Linked DNA regions of Mus musculus: all the other regions are linked to region 2. The links are chromatin contacts, called in public HiChIP or PLAC-seq and promoter capture Hi-C maps. All regions are on one chromosome and are shown on one strand. Each heading gives the region's core, a stretch centred on a gene start, on an enhancer-like site or on the middle of the called end of the contact. The rest is flanking DNA. Distances are from core to core; before and after follow the strand shown.

Evidence for each region. Promoter capture Hi-C pulls out the DNA fragments that hold promoters and counts their contacts. HiChIP or PLAC-seq counts read pairs in DNA pulled down with a chosen protein or histone mark.
Region 1: a contact with region 2 is called in an H3K4me3 HiChIP or PLAC-seq map of bone marrow-derived macrophages, with 4 times the contacts expected there. The contact joins the enhancer-like site here to the promoter of Akr7a5 in region 2. A contact is called at or near these places in 8 of 39 promoter capture datasets (the 3T3-L1 cell line, the C10 cell line, cranial neural crest and 4 more) and 7 of 115 datasets of contacts at active chromatin or transcription factors (bone marrow-derived macrophages, craniofacial prominence, embryonic basal ganglia and 2 more).
Region 3: a contact with region 2 is called in an H3K4me3 HiChIP or PLAC-seq map of embryonic stem cells, with 18 read pairs. The contact joins the promoter of Iffo2 here to the promoter of Akr7a5 in region 2. A contact is called at or near these places in 2 of 484 Hi-C or Micro-C datasets (CD4 T cells and embryonic stem cells), 3 of 115 datasets of contacts at active chromatin or transcription factors (embryonic stem cells and pancreatic cancer cells) and 1 of 9 other capture datasets (adipose tissue).
Region 4: a promoter capture Hi-C map of liver shows a contact between it and region 2, with 1.7 times the contacts expected there. The contact joins the enhancer-like site here to the promoter of Akr7a5 in region 2. A contact is called at or near these places in 5 of 39 promoter capture datasets (the 3T3-L1 cell line, hippocampal neurons, liver and 1 more), 4 of 115 datasets of contacts at active chromatin or transcription factors (embryonic stem cells and neural tube) and 1 of 9 other capture datasets (liver).

What each region holds. Positions count from the first base shown.
Region 1 is chr4:138,940,128-138,945,730 of GRCm38.p6, reverse strand. No RefSeq gene overlaps it. Among named protein-coding and RNA genes, the nearest start is that of Gm33011, 4.3 kb to the right of the region's middle. Within about 2 kb of position 2,075, at least 99 of the 459 cell types and tissues checked have an H3K27ac peak or open chromatin away from gene starts, as enhancers often do. A contact at or near this core is called in bone marrow-derived macrophages and pre-B cells, where this site is marked.
Region 2 is chr4:139,308,048-139,313,175 of GRCm38.p6, reverse strand. It overlaps Akr7a5 (aldo-keto reductase family 7, member A5 (aflatoxin aldehyde reductase)), which reads right to left and starts at 2,432. Exons shown (of 7, transcript NM_025337.3): 1 at 2,100-2,432. The coding sequence starts at 2,421. It overlaps Slc66a1 (solute carrier family 66 member 1), which reads left to right and starts at 2,468. Exons shown (of 9, transcript NM_145384.3): 1 at 2,468-2,547.
Region 3 is chr4:139,571,038-139,576,303 of GRCm38.p6, reverse strand. Iffo2 (intermediate filament family orphan 2) reads right to left here and starts at 1,584. Exons shown (of 9, transcript NM_001205173.1): 1 at 707-1,584. The coding sequence starts at 1,356.
Region 4 is chr4:138,999,918-139,005,202 of GRCm38.p6, reverse strand. The region is part of intron 7 of Tmco4 (transmembrane and coiled-coil domains 4); the gene reads right to left. Among named protein-coding and RNA genes, the nearest start is that of Gm33214, 17 kb to the left of the region's middle. Within about 2 kb of position 3,537, at least 12 of the 459 cell types and tissues checked have an H3K27ac peak or open chromatin away from gene starts, as enhancers often do. A contact at or near this core is called in embryonic stem cells and liver, where this site is marked.

The sequences.
Region 1 (5,603 bases), core at 826-3,325, 370 kb after region 2:
TTCCAGGGGCGTTTATTAAACTTTTAAAGACAGTGGTTTAATAAGTTGCTTCTGTAACTTGAACATGCAGTAAATACACAAGGAACATTTTGGGATTTTTTTTTAAGCTAACAGGAGCAAACTCACTTGGTGTTTTGAGCTGTCCTGTAGGTCGGAATCATTTTGATTGTTGCTGGGTAAGTGGTGACCTTGATTTGAGGACAGTGTCTGTCTTCATTCATCATTCTCTTCTTGACACAGCTTTGGGAAAAGCCAGCCTCAAAGCACAATCTAAGACTCCAATCTCAAGCTGGGTATAACTGCTCATCTTTAATCCCAGCGCTTGGGAGGCGCAGGCGGATCTGTGAGTTCAAGGCCAGCCTTGAGCGAGCCAAGGTCTACAGAGTGAGTTCCAAGACAGCCAGAGCTACATAGTTAGATCCTGTCTCAAAACAAACAAACAAACAAACAAACAAACAAGCAAAAAATCCCCAAATAAAAAGAGATATCAAATCTCGAGTACACTTTAATTTTAATTATACAAATGCTGCATGAATGAATAAATTATATTTTTATTTATTTATTTATTTTTATTTATTTATTATTTTTTTTTTTTTTGGTTTTTCGAGACAGGGTTTCTCTGTAGAGCCCTGGCTGTCCTGGAGCTCACTTTGTAGACCAGGCTGGCCTCGAACTCAGAAATCTGCCTGCCTCTGCCTCCCGAGTGCTGGGATTAAAGGCGTGCGCCACCAAGCCCGGCAAATTATATTTTTAAAAGATTTTATTTTATTTGTGTGTGTGTGTGTGTGTGTGTGTGTGTGTGTGTGTGTGTGTGTGTGCATGAGTATGTCACATGAGCACAATGCCCTCAGAAACCAGAAGACAATGTCAGCTCCCCTGAACCTGGAGTTATATGTGGTTGGGAGTTGCCCAAGTGGATGCTGGGAACAGAACCTTGATCATCTGGAAGGGCAGCAAGCCCTCTTACCCACCGTACTGTTTAATGCAGGTGGAGCTCAGTCAACTCAGTGCTTGCCCTGAGTGGATGAAGTTCTGAGCTCCCCCCCCCCCACCTGGCAACACCCACATGGGCAGTGGTAGGTAGCCTGGATCGGAAGCCACATTGATGGCGGAGCTCCGCTGGCTTTGGTGAGCAGGGTCGCTGTGCTCTCCTGGGAACGCCCTCTCTCATATCCTTCCTCTGAGCTCTTCCCAGTTGTGAGAACTTTCATTCCCCTTCCAAAACTCATTCATGACAAAAAGCAGTCAGGGCTAGGGAGGGCAGCCCAGAGGCGGAGGACTTGCCTTGAAAGTGTAAGACACTCGGTTTCATTTCCAAAATTTAAAAAACAAAAGCAAGCAAGCAAGCAAACAAACAAGAAACAAGAAACAACTTCACTGAGCCACCCTGCTCTCCACCGAGTGAAGTTCTGGTTTGTAATCCTAGACCCGTGTTGCAGCAAAAGAGTAGCCTGAGATGTCGCTTTGTCGGTCAACAGAGACCTTGTGCTCTTTAAATAGCTGTGAATGCAAAAGAGAGGGAACAGAGGCAGAATTTCTTAGATCTAAATATGAGAAAGACCGTGGGTGAAGGGGTGGTGGCTGGAAGGTGGTCCTTTCATCGGTAGCTGTATGCAGAGGAGGTCTTTATCGAGAGGGCTTCACACCCAGAAGCCGTCAAAAACTGGACGGAGCTGGCAACTGAGGACACCCTTGTCCTGTGCGTGTTGGGACCTAGGACAGAGCTTCAGCAAGGGCTGACACTGTCAGCTTCCTGCCTTCTGTGGAAAGGCCTCTGAACACTTTCGTCTTTAAACAATTGGACCGCCTGTTGGTGGCGCTGTCTGGGAGGTTATAGAACCCTTAGGAGGCGGAGTCTTGCTGGGCGTGTGTCAGTGGGGGCGGGCTTTGAGTTTATCCCCTCCCCTCACTTTCAGTTCGCTCTGTTTTCTGTAGGAACCATCCTAAACAAAACAAGCAAGCAAGCGAGCGAGCGAGCAAGAAAACCCTCCTTCTTAAGTTGCTTTTGGTTATGGTGTTTTATTTTAGCAGCAAAAAAGCTGACTAGAACATTGCCCTTAGCAGATTGCTAAGTTCTTATGCTCGAAGACCTTAGTTCTGTATGCTCTAAAGGAGGTGGGGTGGGGGTGGGGGTGGGGAAGGACACATCACAAAGAACAAATAGAGCTCTCTGAAATATTATTTATTTAATAACAAATCAATAAATTCACATGACATTTTCTCAAGCACTTCTGCTCTTCAGTGGGAGTTGTCAGGAAGTTTGAGAGAGGTGCTACGGAGGCCACTCACGGTCACCTGGACAGGACAGAGATTCATGCTTTTCTTCTTCAGGTTCAAGTCTCCACCCTGGCTAGAACGCATCCTTGACTCACCCACAGTGTGAGGAGGAGGCACGACACACACACACGTTACTGTGCACATGTGATAGTTCACTGTGTTATTCATTTATATTTTGATGCTAAGAAGGGCGCCAGGAGGGGGACATATTTCCAGGCCTTCTTTAATCACAAGTCCCCTACCAATGTCTAGAATTGGGGTTAGATTTGGATTGTGTGGGACTCTAAGAGCTCCCAGAATCAACAGCAGGAAGATGTGAGTGAGAAGGAAGTCAAAACGTCCTGTAGCCCAGGCTAGCCCCTATGTCTCTGTGTTCCAGGATGGCTGTGAACTCCTGATCCTCCTGCTTCCACAACCCAAGTGCTGGGTGAGAAGCCAAGGGATGCAGATCACACGGAGCTGGCAGCTTAAAACAAGCTCAGCTTTATTGGCAAGCTTTCAGGCGAGGTTCACCCTTCCCAGGGCTGGGGGTAGAGAAGAGCTCGGGACCCAAGCTGCTTGCTAGGTTCTTATAGTCCCAGGCAAATCAGGCGAAGAACTGGTTTTTCTCCATATACAGTACTGGTTTGAGCACATGGAATTCTTTCAGGAAGGGGGCTGGTACCACCAGGACTTGGTGCCATCTGGGTAAAGGGCTGTAGCAAGCAGGAGTTTGGGTCTTTCCGACCCTGGCCAGGCTGATCTTTGTCCCTGTCTCAGCCTAACAGTGGGATTCCAGGGCTCTCTACCTACCTGGCTAAGAGAAGGATTTTGACAGAGTTTCCCAGGATGCATGGAGGCACAGGACAGAGATGCTGTTTGGGAGCTGGGACATGAGGACAGCAGACACTTTGCTGAGAATCGTCAGTCACTGGCTGTGCAGGGAGGCTCTGGTGTCCCACCACAGAGACCCCTGGCCTGGGTTTGGCTCCAAGGCAGCAGAGATGCCACCTTGAAGATAAGTCTAGGATGGCAGACCTGACCAGATTCTAGCTGACGACCGAAGGGCCCCTCCCTGAATCTTCCAGATGGCCCAAGTTCCCTCAGGACATTTGCACAACCCTGAAAAAAGGAGGGCCTAAAAAACATGGCCAAGGTGGAATTTTCCAGAAGCCAGGGAGGTGGGGCTCACGACTGAGACGGAACATTTTCTGTCTGATGGTGAGGGAGCTCGGCACACACCCACTACATAAACACTAACTTTGAGCCGCAGAATGTCTCCATCCTGTTGCCTTGAATTTGATCTGTATGGGTGGATTCCGTTTAATAGTTCATAAGAGTCTCACACTGCATTTTGGCAGCAAAGAGAAGGCAGGTGTTGTCTTGTTTGCTGAAGCCTGGGGAGGTGGGGGGAGGGACGGAGAAACTTGATCCCTGCATGGGTCCAGGAGGCCTTGCTTGGGTGTCACAGGGCAGTGTTTTAGCCTGCTTTTCTACCTATAAAATAAAATACCGTGGCCAGGAATCTGAAGCCACTGTATGTATGGTTTCAGGAGTCTCCAAAAATCTGCTTGCTTTAATCCTCATTCCTCCGTCAGCCTTGTACCCTATGCACATAAGGATATCTGGTCAGTGTCCTTTCGAGCCTGTTTTCACCCTGTTTATATGGTTTCACCTGCTATGGGCGCTTCCTACTGCCAGCTAGGAAGTTACAGCTACTTCCTACTGTTACAGCTACGGTGGGCAAGGCAGTCTCAGATGGGGCCTCACCTGCTCTTGTGTGCGCAGGAAAACTGCCTGTGGTGGTTTGAATGAGAAGTGTTTCCCTATTCCTGCCATGGGCTCAATTGTTTGAACATTTGGTCCCGGTTGGCAGTGCTGTTGGGGGATGGGAGGTTATGAGGTGCAGCCTTGCTGGAGAAAGCGTGTCACCAGCTGGGGGCTTTGAGAGCTCAGAGCCTCATCCTATTTCCAGTTTGCGCTCTCTCTCTCTCTCTCTCTCTCTCTCTCTCTCTCTCTCTCTCTCTCTCTCTCTCTCTCTGTTTCATGAGTGCGGTTGAAGATGTGACTGCTCAGTTTCTTGCTCTGCCACCGTGCATGCCGTGTGTGCGGGCTTCCAGCTGTAGAGGATCCATCTCTTTGGAACCAAAAGCCCAAAATGAACCTTTTCTTCTGTAAGCTGCTTCTGGTCATGGTGTATTGTAGTGTCACAGCTACAGAAAAATACCCAATACTGCCTGAATTTTAGATGTAGAATCTGAAGTTCAGGAGGGACATTCAGAAGGCCATTCAAGGTCACCCAGATAGGAACAGGTATGACAGAAATCTGGAGCTTCTTTCTCTGAATTCAAGCCTCAGGTCTGTGAGTTCCCTGGCTCTCTAGCTATTTTCAAAGAGGAAGTAAGTGGGTTTGGGGCCTGGAATGCGGATGCAGCTGAACCTGGTAGAGTGCTTACCTAGTGTGCACCAAGTGCTGGGTTCGATCCCCAGCTCGGGATAAAATGGGTGTTGTGGTGTACACTATACTCCCAGCATTTGGGAGGTGGGGCAGATCATCAGATGTTCAAAGTAATTCTTAGCTACATAGCAAGTTAAATTCAAGGTCAGCTTTGACCACATAAGACCTTGCTGGGGGTGGGGGGTATTACCCTACTCTGAGATTGCACAAGGTGTAGGCACCCAGTTTTGACTGTTACCTTAGACACGTGATCACAGCAGCAGCACTAATTTATGTGCCTCAATGTCCCCAATTGAATTCCAGGGAACAAGCATTGCTTTCACTGGATGTTTTGTGATCAAGAGAGGCCACTGGCAACGCGAAAAGAAGGGGCAGGAAGCAAAATTAACCAAGCTCCATGAGCGCATGGTTGAGTTGCAGAGGGGCATGTGGGACACATGCATCTTACAGTGTCTCCTGAAACTTTTTGGTTGAGGAATCTCCTTGGCCCCCTTTAAATGGAATCCCTGAGTTAGCTTTCAGCGGCTCTGATAAAATACCCAAGGCAAACAAGTTAAAGAGAGGAAGACTTGCTAAACAGTGGTGAGGCACTCCTTTAATCCTAGCACTTGGGAGGCAGAAGCAGGCAGCTTTCTGAGTTCAAGGCCAGCCTGGTCTACAGAGTGAGTTCCAGGACAGCCAGGGCTACACAGAGAAATCCTGTCTCAAAAAAACCAAGAGAGAGAGAGAGAGAGAGGAGAGAGAGAGGAGAGAGAGGAGAGAGAGGAGAGAGAGGAGAGAGAGGAGAGAGAGGAGAGAGAGGAGAGAGGAGAGAGAGAGAGAGAGAGAGAGAGAGAGAGAGAGAGAGAGAGAGAGAGAATTTGGCTCAGGGTTTCTGAAGTTTCAGTTT
Region 2 (5,128 bases), core at 1,183-3,682:
AAGAAGACATGTTGGCTGGTAAGTTGTCTCAGTAGGTAGATAAAGGTGCTTGCCATACAGATCGTATATTGCAGGGTGGGCAATATGGGACTTGAGACATGATTGTGCAGAATCAAACATCCTTTAGACCTTGGACTTGATGTTCCTAGGTATTGTCAGGATGCTGTGGGCCCATTAATTGGCTCCTTCTCACCACAGAATGTACATAGGGGCTGGAGAGATGGTTCAGCAGTTCAGAGCACTGACTGCTCGCTCTTCCAGAGGTCCTGAGTTCAATTCCCAGCAACTACATGGTGGCTCACAATCATCTATAATGAGATCTGGCGCCCTCTCCTGGCATGTGGGTGTACACGCAGAAGAGCACTCATACATTAAATAAGAAATAAAGACTGGAGATGGAACTCAAAGGGCCAGGCCTGAAAGCATGGAGATCCTTAAAGACTAAGAATTTAGGCAAGAGGGGCTGGGGAGATGGCTCAGTGGTTTAGAGAACTTACTGTTCTCACGAAGTATTCAGAGGTTCTCAGAACCACACATGTTGGTTTACAATCATGTATAAATACAGTCCCAGGGTATCCAGTACCCTCTGTGGGCTCACACATACATGCAGGTAAAAAAAAAAAAAGTTAGGGAAGAGACACGGGGGCCTGAATGTGTTCCTTGAAAGCCATCAATCTTAACACAAATCCCTTTCAGACCCTCAGAAGCCTGTAATGCAAGCGTACTGTAGCTGCTCCTCAGTGCTCTGCACTGTTTCTTCCCAGATATGGAACCAACTACCTGGACTGATGGACGACGGCGGAAGGATGGATGGATTCTGGCAAGAACAAGGGGAGCCCTCTGATCCCACAGGATAAAGGCTAGAAGACCACAGCATCTCCTTACTACAACACCCGCCCCAGCCCCAAGGCATTCTTTCTGTAACCTTTTGCCTGAGGACTTTGGCCCATTGAGTCTTCAGAAGCAGAAATGGGCTAAAGAAGGGGGGGTTGGGGGAGAAAACTGAAATGTTCATTATCAGTAATGTATGTCATCCAGGTGAACTCTACAGCATTCGGCTTGAGAGATCCACTCACTTAAGTGAGCTTTACCCCATGTGAGTCTATGGAGCCCACTGTACAGGAACCGGGAGGAAGAACCTCAGAACAGGTAAAAGTGAGGCCTCTTTACGTATCAGGCACCCTCCTGAGACTCCAATAGCTTCAAGCAAATGAAGGGCGGTTCCCCTCCCCTTCCAACGCGGGACACGCGTCACTGATCACACACGTACTTTGCAACTCTCAAACTCCATATTCCAATAGCTAGGATTGCAGTCTCCGGTGCACCCTACTTACACTGTAGGGCCCATCCCCAGTTCTCTATGGGCTCTGCCTACTGCTCTTCCCGACAAGCTACTCTTTCCTGCACTCCTCAGCAATCGCGGCTACAGTCTTCCTCGTTGGACCTTTAACTCTCCGTGGAGAAATCACTTCTCCCACGGTAGCCTACAGAGCTACAGAGTTTGCCATTGTAAGACCTGGCACAGAGAATGGGCACAAAGGCCGAAATGCCCTCTCCCGACGCCACCTTTCCGCCCCTGCCCCCAGCTGGGCCCTAGGCATTGTTGCCACAGGTCTCCTTGAGATCCACAGGTGCTGTCGACTGCACGGGACAAAGTCTAGTCCGGACAAAAGACCGGAATGATAAGCATTCTCCAGGAGCGCAGAGGTGGTGAGGGCAAGAGGGGTAGGCACGAACAAAAAGCCTGGTGGGGATGGGGGGCGTGTCGGGGGTGGGGGGGCGGCTATGGACAACGGTTGGCCGGGAGGCAGGGATTGCGGTAGGAAGCAAAGCGCCCAGAGTAGGCTAAACATTAGCGTAGGAAGCTTCCTCGCACCCGCCTCGGTAGCTGCAACTAGAAGTTTCTAAGGAGAGGCGGGACAAAGTTCAGTTCACTAGTTCAGGACTCCAGTTGCCTTGGGAGCTTGGGGTAGACCCAGCTGTGGATCCGGAGCTTCCGAAGCTCCTGGATGCAGATCCTGGCTGGTGCACGCCGGTTGCGGGCACCGGCTCAGCTCTACTCGGTGCGGGGGGCGGGGGAGGCCGGGTGCAGCGGTTACCTGTGCAGTCGCCGCTGCCCAGCCCGAGCCCCAGGCCGCCCAGGATGTTCTCGGACTGGCCGTCGCAGTACATGAAGGCCGTGTCCAGCTCGCTGTGGCCGCGCTCCAGGAAGGCGCGGACCGAAGCGGCGCTAGCACTCGCATCCATGCGACGCCCCATCTCCATGGTGCCCAGCACCGTAGCGGGCCGGAGAGGGGCGCCAGAGGCGGCGCGGGGTGGCGGAGGCCGGGACATGGCGAGAGGACGCCCGACCGAAGTCCCGGAGCGCTGCGCGGAGCGAACAGCAGCGCGGCCCACGGCTCTGGACGCTGCACGCAGCATGGAGACTGCGCCTGCGCACTCGAAGCTTCAGGCTCCGCCCACGGCGGGGGGCGGGACTTCGCGGAGGTCAGCTGATCCCGGCGGGCTCGGATCCTGAAGCTGACACCGGCTGTGGATCTTGAACTGGTGAGGATGAAGGGGGCTGGCGGCTGTCCCGGGCTGGGGGGTCGGGACTCCAGACGCGCCCAGCTAAGTCTTTTCTACACCCTCCTCCAGCTCTGCACGGTCCCCGGCGCTGGTCCCCTCCTGGGGAGCGGGATCGTGGGTCTCTGCCCAACCTGGCCAGGGATCCGGGACGGCCCCACTTCTTACCTGCAGGTCCTTGCCTTCCGGCCTCTCGGCTTCCCTGGACTGGGCGGCCTTGTTTTCCCTGCTCTGGGTGGGGGCCTCGCGGCGCTTGCCCCAGCCGCTGCCCTATCATTATCCCTCCGAACCCGCAGAGTCACCGGAAGGAGTTAGAGCCTTGGTTTGGAGGCCAGGAATGGGTAGGATCCCGGAGCCATTGCGCTCCCCTGACACATTCTCCGTAGCTCTGCAGGTAGGGAACCCAGAATGTCCCATTCCTCGCCAAGCTCACCGCAGGATTCCACAGAGGGCTGGTTAGAAATGTGAGGTAAAGGCAGGCGGATATCTGAGTTCGAGGCTACCCTGGTCTACAGAGCTAATTTCAAGGCAGCCAGGGGCTACACAGAGAAACCCTGTCTCAAACTGCTCCCGTTCCCACCTGCCCAAAAAAGAAAGAAAGAAGTGTGTAGTTTCAGGTTCACTTCGTGTGTACTCCATGCTACAATGTGGTCCAGGGGGCTACAGCAAGAACAGAATATTACTGTTGACTGTGCCAGATAGGCTTTGGTGGGAAGCACCTTCCTGGCTTTGCTTGGAATTGGGGAAGAGCTGGATGTGGCAGGAGATACTGTCTCCTGGCCAGCCTTTACGGACATGAGCCGCGAAAGCCAATCCCCTAGTGGGGAATGTATGTAGCTCAGTGGTAGAGCACTTGACTAGCGTGGGATATGGAGGTTTGGCCTGGGTTTTATTGTAGTCTGCATGCAGTTTAGGAGGTAAGTAAGTGCCTTTTAGGATTTCCTTCATTGTATACATCAGAATGCTGAAACTCCAACACTTGCCCAGAGCGACATCTCAGCCCTGGGCCCGCTCAATTTACAAGTTTCCTTGCATACGCTTCCCGCTCCCGCCTCCCCTCTTTTTTCTTGTTCTGTTTCTTTCCTCCTTTTTTTTTTTTCTCTTCATCATGCTTCCTTCCCTCTCCCTCTCCCTCTCCTTTACATTTTCCGAGCCTTTTGTTGTACAGCTGGTGCATCCAGACCCACGAGACTGGGAAGGATACAGACAGGGGAGAGGGGAGAGAGACTTGCTTGAAGAACACTGGTTAACAGGGACAGTGTTGCCTCTTCTCCAGGATTGTGTTCCAGGGGACTGGAGGCGGTGGCGGCAATGTCCCTTGGATAGGCAAGTTAGAAATGGGTCAGGGTATCTCTACTAGGCATTTGTGATAGAGAAGGATTCCCTAGAGGAAGAGAGAGGCTGTGCAGGTGCCTGGGACTCTGAGGACCTGGGGCAGGAGATGAGGTTAGGAGGGTCATTCTTGGGGTCCTTAGGACCTTGCCTCTGTGATTTTGAACTTGATCCAGTATCAGAATGGAACCTGCATCTGCTTTGGTGGGGAGCACCTGCCTGGCTTTCCTTGGAGTTGGAGGGGAAATGGGCGTTGTAGGAGATTGTCTCCCCGACCAGCCTTTAAGGACATGCACCATGAGAGTCAGAATCCTTCATACTAGTGGGGGATACAACTCAGCATTAGACCATTTAACTAGCATCTATGAGGTCCTAGACCCAAGCTTTGGTATCAGGAGTCTTTGCAGAGACTGGGAGAGCTGCATGAACCCAGGGTCCCCGTTCATCTGGTTCCACTGGTGTGGAGAGGCTCCACAGTGGTCAAGATACTGGGGTCTCATCTTTAAGCCATCACTCTCACTGGGTCAGATGGGAGGCTCATAGCTTTATGTTTGGCTCAGAAGGATGTTAATTAGCCCCAGTTCATAGACAGGGTCAGCCAGGCTGACTCGCTTGCCTGAAGCCACTCAACCCTACCTGTAAAATGGGAACAGTGTTTCCCTACCCAGCCTGGGTATTAGATGTTATGAGGAATGACAGTGTATGCATGTGTGATGAATTGGACCACTCCAGATCTACCAGAAGAGGTGTTGGGAGGCCAATAGGATGTGTGTGGCTGATAAACAAGACTTCTTAGGGTGCAGATCTTACCTAGACTGTATGAATTGGGGTGCCAGGTAATTGCTCCCCAAATTGGCTGTGCAGATGTCATCCACACCAGCCACTAAGACCAGGGAAGAACCTTCCAGCTATCCTATGTCCCACCCTAGAGCTGCCACAATGAGCTGACCAGGCAGTGACCAGAGGCACCCTTACCCCAGCTCGAGGAGCTGGTCACATTAGGGCTGAGAGTCTGGGCTTTCTGAGAAAAGATGCTGACTTGCTTCTTCTTCCTGCCCTGCTCACTGCAAGCTCAGCAGTCCTGGGGCCAGCCAGAGCTCTGTGAGGAGTCCAGGCCTCCCTGGCATAGTGGGAACTAAGGTACGGATGGGAGTGAGTCTGTCTGGATGAGGAAACGCCCTCTTAGCTCAGTGACAAAAGGGGAAGCCTGGGCCATGGCAGCCTCCGTGAA
Region 3 (5,266 bases), core at 335-2,834, 260 kb before region 2:
AACCCGTGAGTATCTCTTCCCTGGGGGGGGGGGTGATTCCTTAGGCTGAATTCATGGGACCTAGCCAATAAACCATGAGATTTGGGAGAGTATGAAGAAGATGATGAATTTCTGAAAGGCCAGTGTCTGGTTTTGATTCTGCAAGCCAGAGATCTTGGCCTTAAAGACCTGGAACAAGATAGGCGACCCCGGGGCCCTAGGGACAGAGCCATCCATCTTCACACGTGAGCTCATTAAATTCAAGGACAAAAAAAAAATGACAATGAGCTAGTTGAGACTGTTTTCTTTACACCTGCTATGGGAAAGGGAATCTACCACCAACATCTCGGGGAATACCTAGGCTAGGAGACACACCAGCCATGACTTCCATCAAAGGATCAAGTCTTGACTTTCACCGCGGATTAGCCAAGCTGCCTTGAGCAAGACACTTGGTACCTCTTCACCTCAGTTTCCTCATCTGCAGTATGGGGACAAGGCTGCCTCACACCGCACTGTCATGTGGACAGAATGAGATCACCACAAATCCGCTGGTTATTACGTCCCTGGGAAACAATGTGCCTGGCCCCAGGGGTCGGCGCCCAGGTATCCCGCGCTCCCTGCGCTCGTTCGCGGATTTAGATGACCTAGTCCTCCCGCAGTTCGCAGCCCATATGCCAGGCCCTGCTGCCGGTTCTGAGAGCGGCGGAGGAGGGGCGCGTCCACTCACCTCCGTTTGTACTCGTCACGCTCGCGCTTCACCTTGGCCAGCACGTTGTAGAGAGCGCGGATCTCTGGCGTGATGGTGTCGATCTGCACGCCTACGCCGTCCGGGTGTACCCACGACACGCCGGGGCCCTGCACAGTCTCCACGCCACCGCCTCCCGTGCGCCGCACCTGCGTGTAGCTCCAGATGGTCCCGGGCAGGCGACCGTAGTGCTGCGGGTGCGAGCCGCCGCCGGGGGGCAGGCCGCCCAGGGCCACCGCGTTGGCGTTGACGCCGGTGGCCGCGCCGAGGGCCTGCCCGCTTCCCGCAGCCGACGGCCGCAGCAGCTCGGGCCCGGTCTGCACGGCCTGCTCGCGGGAGAAGGTCTTGTAGCGCAGCCGCCGATCGCGCTCGCTCTGCTGCTGCTCCAGCTGTTTCTCCAGGAGCCGGTTGCGCCGCTCCAGCTCGTGCACCTTGGCCAAGAAGCAGCGGAAACGCACGTTGAGCCCCTTGAGGAGGTGGATGTTGGAACCCAGATCGTCCCGCAGCGCCGCCGTTACGGGCGAGGGCCCCGGCCCGGCCCCGCCACCCCCGCCGCCGCCTGCGCAGCCGCCGCCCCCCGGCGGGCAGCCGAAGGCCAAGGCCATCTCTCCGAACAGCAGCGAGTTAACCATGCGCCGGCTGCGTGGCTCAGGGCCCCGGGCCCGTGGCTCCAGATGCGGCTCCAGCTCGGGGCCGGGCTCCCGGCGCGGCCGGGCCAGGGCGGGCGCGGGCTCCAGAGCGGCCGGGGTGGTGTTAGGTGCCAGATGCGGCTCCGCTGCGTCGGGAGAGATGGTGGGACGAGCTGGAGGTCGCGGTGGCTGCGTGGGGCTGGTGAGGGGTCCGGTGCCTGCGCCGCGACTGTCAGAGCTGCTGTGGACCGGCCGCAGCAGCGGCTCGCAGAGGACTCTCAGCCGGCGCTGCCCCCTCTGCGGCGAGCCCCGCCCTCTGCAGGCACAGACCACGCCTCCAGGGCCCGCCCTCTGCAGACACAGACCACACCCCCTGCCTAGCTGCTCTCTGCCCTTCCCGGCCCGCCCTCTATAGGCGAAGGCCTTCCTCCCTAGCCTGGACCGCCCTCTGCGGACATAGGCCACGCCCCTCAACCCATTGCAGCGATTTCACCCGCTGAGACTCGGCTCCTAGGTCTCCAGCCCCGGCCACGCCTATCGGCCCTTGGGCTCCGCCCACCCACAAGCTGCGCCACTCGTCTGCGAGGAGCCTTTCGACTACAGCTCAAGCTCCGCCCAGCAACGGCCCAGAAAACCCTCGCCTGCGTGCGGCGCTGCAGGCCTAGCGGGGTTCAGATAATCTAACGCAGTCTGAATGCGAAACTGTACCCGGGAACGCGGCAGAGCCGGGCACCGCAGCCTCTTGAAAAGGTGGACAGCCTGTGGAGACCTCCACTACCAAGTGTGCCAGGCGGGCTTGACTACCTGCTTGCCCTTCCTCCGTGTCCCAAATTTCCCTGCCCCAGATTCTCAGGCATGCGGGTGACTGTGGCCTGCAAAGGTCTGGCAACCATAGTGTGCGAAGATGCATGAAAACCAGCTCCCCTACTCCAGCCTCCGGAGGCCTTGGTCGCCTTCCTGTCCCCTACCAGGCAGGATCAGGGCTTCTCGCAGCCTTTGAGCCTGCTAGTCCACGGCAAACCCAGAAGCGGGGATGTGAGACAAGCTGGGGAAGAGAAAGCAATGAGCCTCCCAACATGCTTGTCCTCACAACCCTGACTAACCATCTCCTGTCACCTATCACCACATTGTCACAGTCGGCGCTGTAGCTGAGCCCTGAGAGCAGAGGGTCTGTCTATCCATCAATTCTCCCGAATGCCTTGCTGCAATATGGAGTACCACCTATTTGGAGGACACTTATTTGGACCCATCCATCTTCCGTCCTTTCAGCCATCTATCCTTCACACCTACCACCCTAAAAACCAGTATTCCCTGCGATCTCCAAGTGTCTCCTGTACCCACTGCAAGCATTAGCTCACAGCAGGCACCTATTTAAGTATTATCCTCATTTTACAGAGAAGGTCGCTGAGACCTGAGCTTTACCACCACCTCAAAACACACTCTACCCAGCCTTCCGAGCTGCTGGCCTTTGGTCCTCACCACAAACTTCCTAAGGGAAGGACCCCACCTTGAATGCCTGTGGCTTACACCGTCAGCTCTTAACCAGATATGTGGTATGTTTTAGATTCTTCCGGCCACATCTTTTTTTCCCCTCTCACCGCCATTGTCTTGTTACTAGCTTATGTGTCCGTCTTGTCTGCTTGTGCGTAAGCTTGCAGGCAGGTACCCTGTCTCACAGGACAAAGCCTTGGTGCTCTTTGTGACAGACGAGAAAGAGTGTGGTGCTCTGGGGTGGTGCTGTGTTGTGAGGTTACTGCTGTGTTTCAGGTTTGGTCTTGTTGCCTTCCCTCGCTCCCTGCCAAATGGACTTAGCTCTGCGCTCCGGCATTCCCTTCTGGTGATCTTTCTCCCCGGAACCCAAGCCTACCTGGTCACTCTCTTAACTTTTAGATCACGGAGTCTTTGATGCTGTCATTATCCACCCTAAAGAACCAAGAACCCTTTGCCTTAAAGTTGTGGCTCTTGGGATCCTGCCTGGACTGAGAATAGAATTCTGAGAGGGCTGAGACACTGGGGTAGACCCACTTTCCACCCTTATGGTCGCTGGTCTTTGAATGCTCATCAATATGTCCTTTGATTCTGAAAGAAGTCTTTGCGATTCTGTCACCCCTAGATATTCCCATATCACGAGAGTTGCTGTAACTCTCCTGAGACCTAAGCTATCAACATTCAGAAAGTCATATAGGGCTTACTGCTATATCTGTTTGCTTGATGTTAGTGTTTGGAATGGAACTCAGGATATCTCAATTGCTAAGCAAGTCCCCTACTACTTAAGCCGTACTCTCAGCCCTTAGTCTTTTTTTCTAAGTGCTTGCTTGTGTGTGTGTGTGTGTGTCTGTGTGTGCTGTGCAAGCACACACATGCCATAACCTCAGTCCTCACCTTCCACCTTACTTGAGGCAGGACCTCTTGTTAGATACTCTGTATGCCAGGCAAGCTGGCCCTGGAGGTTCTGGCAATTCTCCTGTCTCCTCCTATCTTGTTATAGGAACACTTGAACTACAGATGCTTGCCACGGAATTCAGTCTTATATGGGTCCTGGGGATCTGAACTCAGGACCTCATCAAGGGCTCAGCATCAAGGGCTTTACCCACGGAACCATCTCCCAAGCCCCATTATTTAATGTGCTAATAAGGAAATGTATGTATCATGATGCTGCAAACTTGCTTTTTGAATACTTTGATGACTTGCATTTTAAACTGTTTTCGTTGCATGAATTTTGTCTGAATGCAAAAAAAAAGATATACTTTTTGTTTGTTCATTTTCAAGACAGGGTATCATGTAGCCCAGGCTAGCCTTGAACTTGTGATCTTCCAGCCTCATCTCCCAAATGCTGAGATTACAAGCATAGGATCTCAGGCATTGCTTATGAGTCAATGTCCTGTGCAGGCTAGGCAAGCACTCTCCCAACAGCTACATCAAAATGCATCCTTTTGTTTGTTTGTTGACACAGCAGGGTCTTTCTATGTAGACCTAGCTGTCCTGGAACTCTAGATATAGACCAGGCTAGCCTTGAACTCCCAGAGATCGTTCTGTTCTGCATCTGAAATGCTGGAATTAGAGACATGCACCATCATGGGCAGCCCTCATGCTGCAGTCCCATAAATCATTCTAAGCATGGGCTATGGTATTCACCAGATGTCTGAGAAGCCCCTGGCACAGAAGGGGTTAAGGAGCCACACCCCCAAATTAGCTCTGTACAGGCTTTTCCAGAAAAGCTCTGCCCTGCCAAGTTGCCCTAATGGGATCTGAAGCCCTCCTGGGCAGGGACATCCCATGACCCTGGACTCCTGCTTGGACAGTCCTAGAGCAGAAGCTGAGGAGGGTGCCGAAGGGGTGGTCCTGAGTGTGAAGGAGGAGATTGCTCAGTAGAGACTGGATCTGAAGAAGACCACAGAAATAGTATTTGAGGGCTGGTGAGATGGCTCAGTGGTTAAGAGCACCGACTGCTGTTCCGAAGGTCCCAAGTTCAAATCCCAGCAATCACATGGTGGCTCACACCCATCCATAACGAAATCTGATGCCCTCTTCTGGAGTGTCTGAAGACAGCTACAGTGTACTTACATATAATAAATAAATAAATCAAAAAAAAAAAAGAAAGAAAGAAATAGTATTTGAGATTGAAGGGCTCCAACACGGCCATCCCAATGTCTACAAACTACAGAGCTGGGATGACGGGTAATGAGCCACATGTCTCCCGCTCTTTGTGCCTAACAGCCCACCAGGCAGGGGACCCACAGCTTTCTAGTTTGCCTAGAATGTGGGGGTTTTCCTGATGAAGACATTCAGTGCCCAAACCCGAGATCAACTGCCCCACGCTGCAGTCCATATAGAGCTAGATGCTTCCGAAGCCACAGTTCCTGGTCATCCTGACAGGGATGGCTGCCTGTGTTACCGTCATTCTGCACTTGGG
Region 4 (5,285 bases), core at 2,288-4,787, 310 kb after region 2:
CAGGCCACATAATGTATCCACCAGCCTACCCATTGTGCTGCTACCTCCCTGTCCACCAGTGCCCCTGATAATTAATTTCCTGGAACATTCCTTATTTATCCCTGCTCTTTCTCTAATGAAAAATCAATGAAAGAGAAGTCACATTATGCTTCAGGCCCAGCCTTGAATTACCTGTGGCCGGGGCAGAGGGCGCAGAGATCTACTTCAGAGGCTGTCCCCAGAGCTGCCTCCTCAGACACAATGCCAGCCACGTGCCTGCACATATACATGCCTATGTCACTGGAGGCGGCACAGCAGTCGTGAGTGGGCTGTGGATGATGCTTTGGGACTAGAACTCCACCACCTGGCTTCCAGCTATGTGGCCGCAGACAGGTTATCATGTCCGCCAACCCATATTGTCCTCTCTTGTAACGTGAGGACAATCATTGCATCTGTCTCCTAAGGGATTGTGTGGCTTCCACCAAGGATTGTGTGCTTGGAAAGGAAGCCCTGAGCTGGGAGCCAGGCATCCAGCAGGCACCCAGCGAGTTCTGCTACAGGAACTGTGCCCGGAGCCAGGCCAGTGCTCACAGCAACACTTCAGCACTTATTTGCCGGATGCTGCAAAATTAACCATCAATGGCCTGTATCTCAAGGACACAGCCAGGGAACTCAGCAATTGGGTCCCAGGAGGAACATTTCAGCCAGGCTAGCCTCATTCCCCAGAGCTCTGATTCTTAGGGGACAGGGGTGCAGTCTCTCCAGGAGGACTTCCCTCAGGAAGAAGAGTGTGAGGCACACACTGCTTCGGCTCTAGTGTGTGCACGTGCCTGGGACCCTGGCTTTGTATCGATCCGCAGGGGGTGCGTAAGAGTCACAGAGAGTGCATAGGGCAAAACTCAGGGTTCAGCTGCCCTGGCCCTGATTCAGAGTTCACACCAAAGTCCACGCTACCTTAGGTGGAACTTTGAAATACAACCCTGGCCTACCTGTTTCACTTCTGGGGCTGCGATTTCTTCCCTGTAAGTGGGGATAACAATACACACTACTATATGAGGTAACATACTAGGCGATAACTCACAATCTATATAAAGGGCCCAAAGAGCAGCTTGAATGACTTATAAGGATTACTGAGAGCAAATAAACAGGTCTCACCTGAGATAGCAACAATTTGATTTTGCACTGCTATTAGTGTGGGGGTGGATACAGAAACACACGTATGAGGTCAGAGGTCAGCCTTGGCTGTCTCCCTCAGTGGTCCTGTCACTGGACCCAAAGCTCACTGACTTGGCCAGGCTGGCTGGCCAATGAGCTCCAAGGCTCTGCCTGTCTCCATGTCCCCAGTGTCAGAGTTATAGAGGATTACAGCTGTGCTTGGCTTCCCTGGGTGCTGAGGATCTGAACACAGAGCCTCACACTTATACAGTGAGCACTTGGCTGAGTGAGCTCTCTCTCCAGCCCTGGAGACACTGTTGGTTGTCACATGAGATATGCTATTGACATATAACATATGGCGGTCAGGGAGGCTGCCTGAAATCCCGCAGCAGGCAGGACACCCTTCCACAGAGGATCCGCTGCCCCAGACTTCCACAGAGCCAGCTGTGAGAGCTGCCAGCACAGGGTGGTTTACATGTGCTGCATGGCTGGTTTTCACAGTTGTGTGGGCAAATAGATTGTGGGTTGCTATAGCATAAAGGAAATGATTGGCAGCCCACCCTGTTGCCAATATGGGATTGCTTTGTAACTATCATCCCCAGAATGTCAATATAGGTCAGTCTTCCAGGAAGTTCTGAGAAATGTGGCCTTCCATGGTGACTTCCTGGGAGGATTGCATGGGTGCTCATCCTGCCCAACACAGGGGGCAATTTAGTCTCCCTGCTGGGCAACTGCAGCCAGCCTCTGGAGGAGAAGGATGCTCAAAGTGTCTGCCCAGCTCTGATTGGGTGAGTTTTCTGAAGAAAGACCATCTGCCTATCATTCCTCTATTCCCTCTTTCTTCCTATTCACCATCCATCCATCCATCCATCCATCCATCCATCCACCCACCCACCCATCCACCCACCCACCCACCCATCCATCCATCCATCCATCCATCCATCCATCCATCCATCCATCCATCCATCCATCCACCCATCCACCCATCCATCCATCCACCTTAGTAAGGGTGCTTAGTAAGTGGTGGGTTTTCTTAATACAAACACAAAAGCAGTGCTGGTTGAGACACTACATTCAAAGATGCCCCTAAGAGAGAAGGAAGCCATTTGAAACCCACGCACTGATCCTGTCAGAGCCTGTGCCAAGGTTGCCCATAGTGTGGTGGTGTATGTTGGTGCCCCCATGTGCTCATGGTGGTTTGAAGTTTGCTGATGAAATGAGGAGTAGTCACATGGCTTTCTGGTGAGAAAGGAAACTGAGGCAGATGGAGGAGCAAGGCCAAGTCAGGCCCGTCTACCCAGTGGAGAGGCAACGGGAGAAAGCGGTGGCCTAAGAGGCTGGAGACCTGGTGTTGGTTGTGAGCCAACTTTTCACTGTCCTTCTCCTAGAAGGCTCCCTTCCCTTTCTTGACTTTGGTCTCTCCTGGTGACATGAGATCATCCAAATTGACCTGAGACCTCCTGAGACTCAGGTCTGCAAACTGAGGCATGTGTCTGAAGTGCTTTACTGGGGGCAGGGGAGTCAGGTGGCCACATGAGCCCCTAGGTCCAAGCTTGGTACAGAGTGCGTGCTCAACACACAATGTCTTTCTAGTCACTGGGATTATACTATCAGCTCTGGGTTAAATATGCACATCAAAAGCAAGTTGGAAACTTAGTCCTAATGCCTGTTCGTTAAGTGGTGGGACCTTTAAGAGTAGATTAAGTCTGGAGAGATGAAGGCTGACACAGCCAGAGTGGGTCCCAGCCCCATTCTGCTTTCTTTCTCTCTTTCCTGCCCTCCCTCACTCTTACATTTTCTGCCTCCGGACACTTTGACATGAAGGCTCTTGCCAGGTGCAGGTCCCTTGATATTGGACCCGGCCTTTCAGAACTTGAAGAAGTTGATCTTTGTTCTCTGCGAGTTACCTGGTCTCCGGCTTTCTGGCATAGCACACACAACACAGTTTAAGAGGACACCGAGCTGGAAAGTTCACTCACTGGGTAAAATGTTTGCTGTGCAAGCATGACAGCCTAAGTTCGGATCCCCTGAACTCAAGTAAAGTTGGACACTAAGGAGAAACGGGACGGGGAGACAGGAGAATCTCTGCAAGCTGGTGGGCTGGCTAGCCTGGTGAGTGACACAGGAAATAACAAAGGCTCCCTGTCCCAAACAAGATGAAAGGTGAAGACCGACACCTGAGGTTGTCAGCCGACCTTCACATGTGCACACAATATATACATGCCCTGTAGCATGCTCCTCCCACAACTGAAAATATAAATAAAGGACTAAAAGTATCCTCTGGACCAGAGCCTACAGTAGTCTTCCGGGATCAAAGACCGTTATTGATGACCTTGTGAGCCTGCTGGGGCCAAGACTCCAAATTTCCAGCAAAGCTCTGGAATGGAGATGCAGGAAGGATCCCGCCAGAGCCTCCAGAGGGAGCACCATCCTGCTGGCTGCATTTCAGACTCTGGGTTTCACAGAGGACACAGCGAAGTCAGGTGGCTAACAGGAGCCCCAGGAAACTAACGCGGGCAGAATGGGGCCCTGCCACTCACAGAGTAACTTTGGCAGATGGCATGGTTAGCCTTATCTCTGAGATGCCTTCCTCCATTACAAAATCAGCAGGTCTCTCCTGAACTCATTCAACAGGACTTCGCTAAGTGCCTGCCTGGTCCTAAGCTTGACCTACTGGAAGCTTCCCAGGGGTGGAAAAGGAAGACCAACCCTAAATGTGAGCAGTCACATCTCAAGGACTGGGGAGCAAGCCTGAATAAAGGGAGAGAGGAGAGAGTGAGCCAGCTAGTGCTTGAGTGAACACCCACCTTTCCTTGCTTCCTGACCGCCAGTGTCACGTGACCTTGCCTCATGCTCCTCCCACTACAACCAGAAAAGCTTTCTGTCCCCATGCTGTCCCCTCTAGGATAGATCTCACCCAGAAACTATGAGCCACAATTGTTACATCTCAAACCCAGGACAAATGGCCAAGGTGCCTATTTAGCATCTCAAAGCAGACCTGGCTGCCAGGTTCTCCCTGCATCTCTCAGCCCTTACCTCTTATGGGCATGGCTGGCACTGCCCATCTTCTACCCTAAACTTTTCCAGCCCAGGGTGGGCTGCCCTTCCCCCAGCCTCCCTTCCCTGTATAATTCAGCCATTTTGGCTATCTGGACCTTTTGTCTGCTCTGTACTCTCCTGGCTCTCCCCTCCCCTCCCCCACCTTCTCATGTGGCCCAGCTCAGGGTTGTGTTCACTCTGGACTCTCTCAGATGTCCCTGCCTCTGACTCTGCTCTCCCTCAGACCTACAATGAACCTCCTCCACCATGCTTGGAGCAGTCAGGCTCCTTCCTTTTGATTTCTTTTATTATTATTATTATTATTATTATTATTATTATTATTAAAAAATAAACCCTTTCTTTCTTAAGCTGGTAGATTCTTAAAGACTTTATTTTTTAATGCGATAATGTGGGTAGGTGTTTTGCCTGCATGAGTGTCTGTGTACCACGTGTGGTATAGAGTATCGGATTACCTGAGACTGCAGTTATAAATATGGGTGCTAAGAATTGAACCCAGGACCTCTGGAAGAGCAGCCAGTGCCCTTAACCTCTGAGCCATCTCTCCAGCCCTGATAGTCTATTTTTAAGTTAAAATAAACAGACAAACAAAATCAGGGGAAACCAGTCCTCTATTACCATCAATTATGCAGCTGAGTTTCCCACATCACTCTTACTTACTGCAGTGGATGGGCCTCTGCCCCGGAAAAGCACCTTCCTGCAGTGTCTGTCCGCCAGGACAGTGTCCTTGGTCACAGCGATGAGAAAGGCGATCAGTGCAAGAAACATGTGGTGGCAAGGAGGGCCACAGCTGTCCCTGCCAGTGTGGCGTCAGGGTGGATTGTAGGCCCGTGGAAGAGTCTGAGCTGCAGGCTAGAGGATTCTAGAAGCCTGTACCCAGAGCTTAATGGGCTGTTCTGGAGAGCCACCCATAAAAGGCTCCAACTTGTGAAAAATGCAAATGTATTTGGAAAAAAAGAACTGTAAGCTATGACGCTTTCTCTGTGTGAACTCAACTTCCCAGGAAGTGCTTTCCCCAGATCAGGCACTAAGGGGCACAGGGCCAGCTACAGCTGTTTAGCAGTTATGCTGGCTGGTTTTATGTCAACTTGACA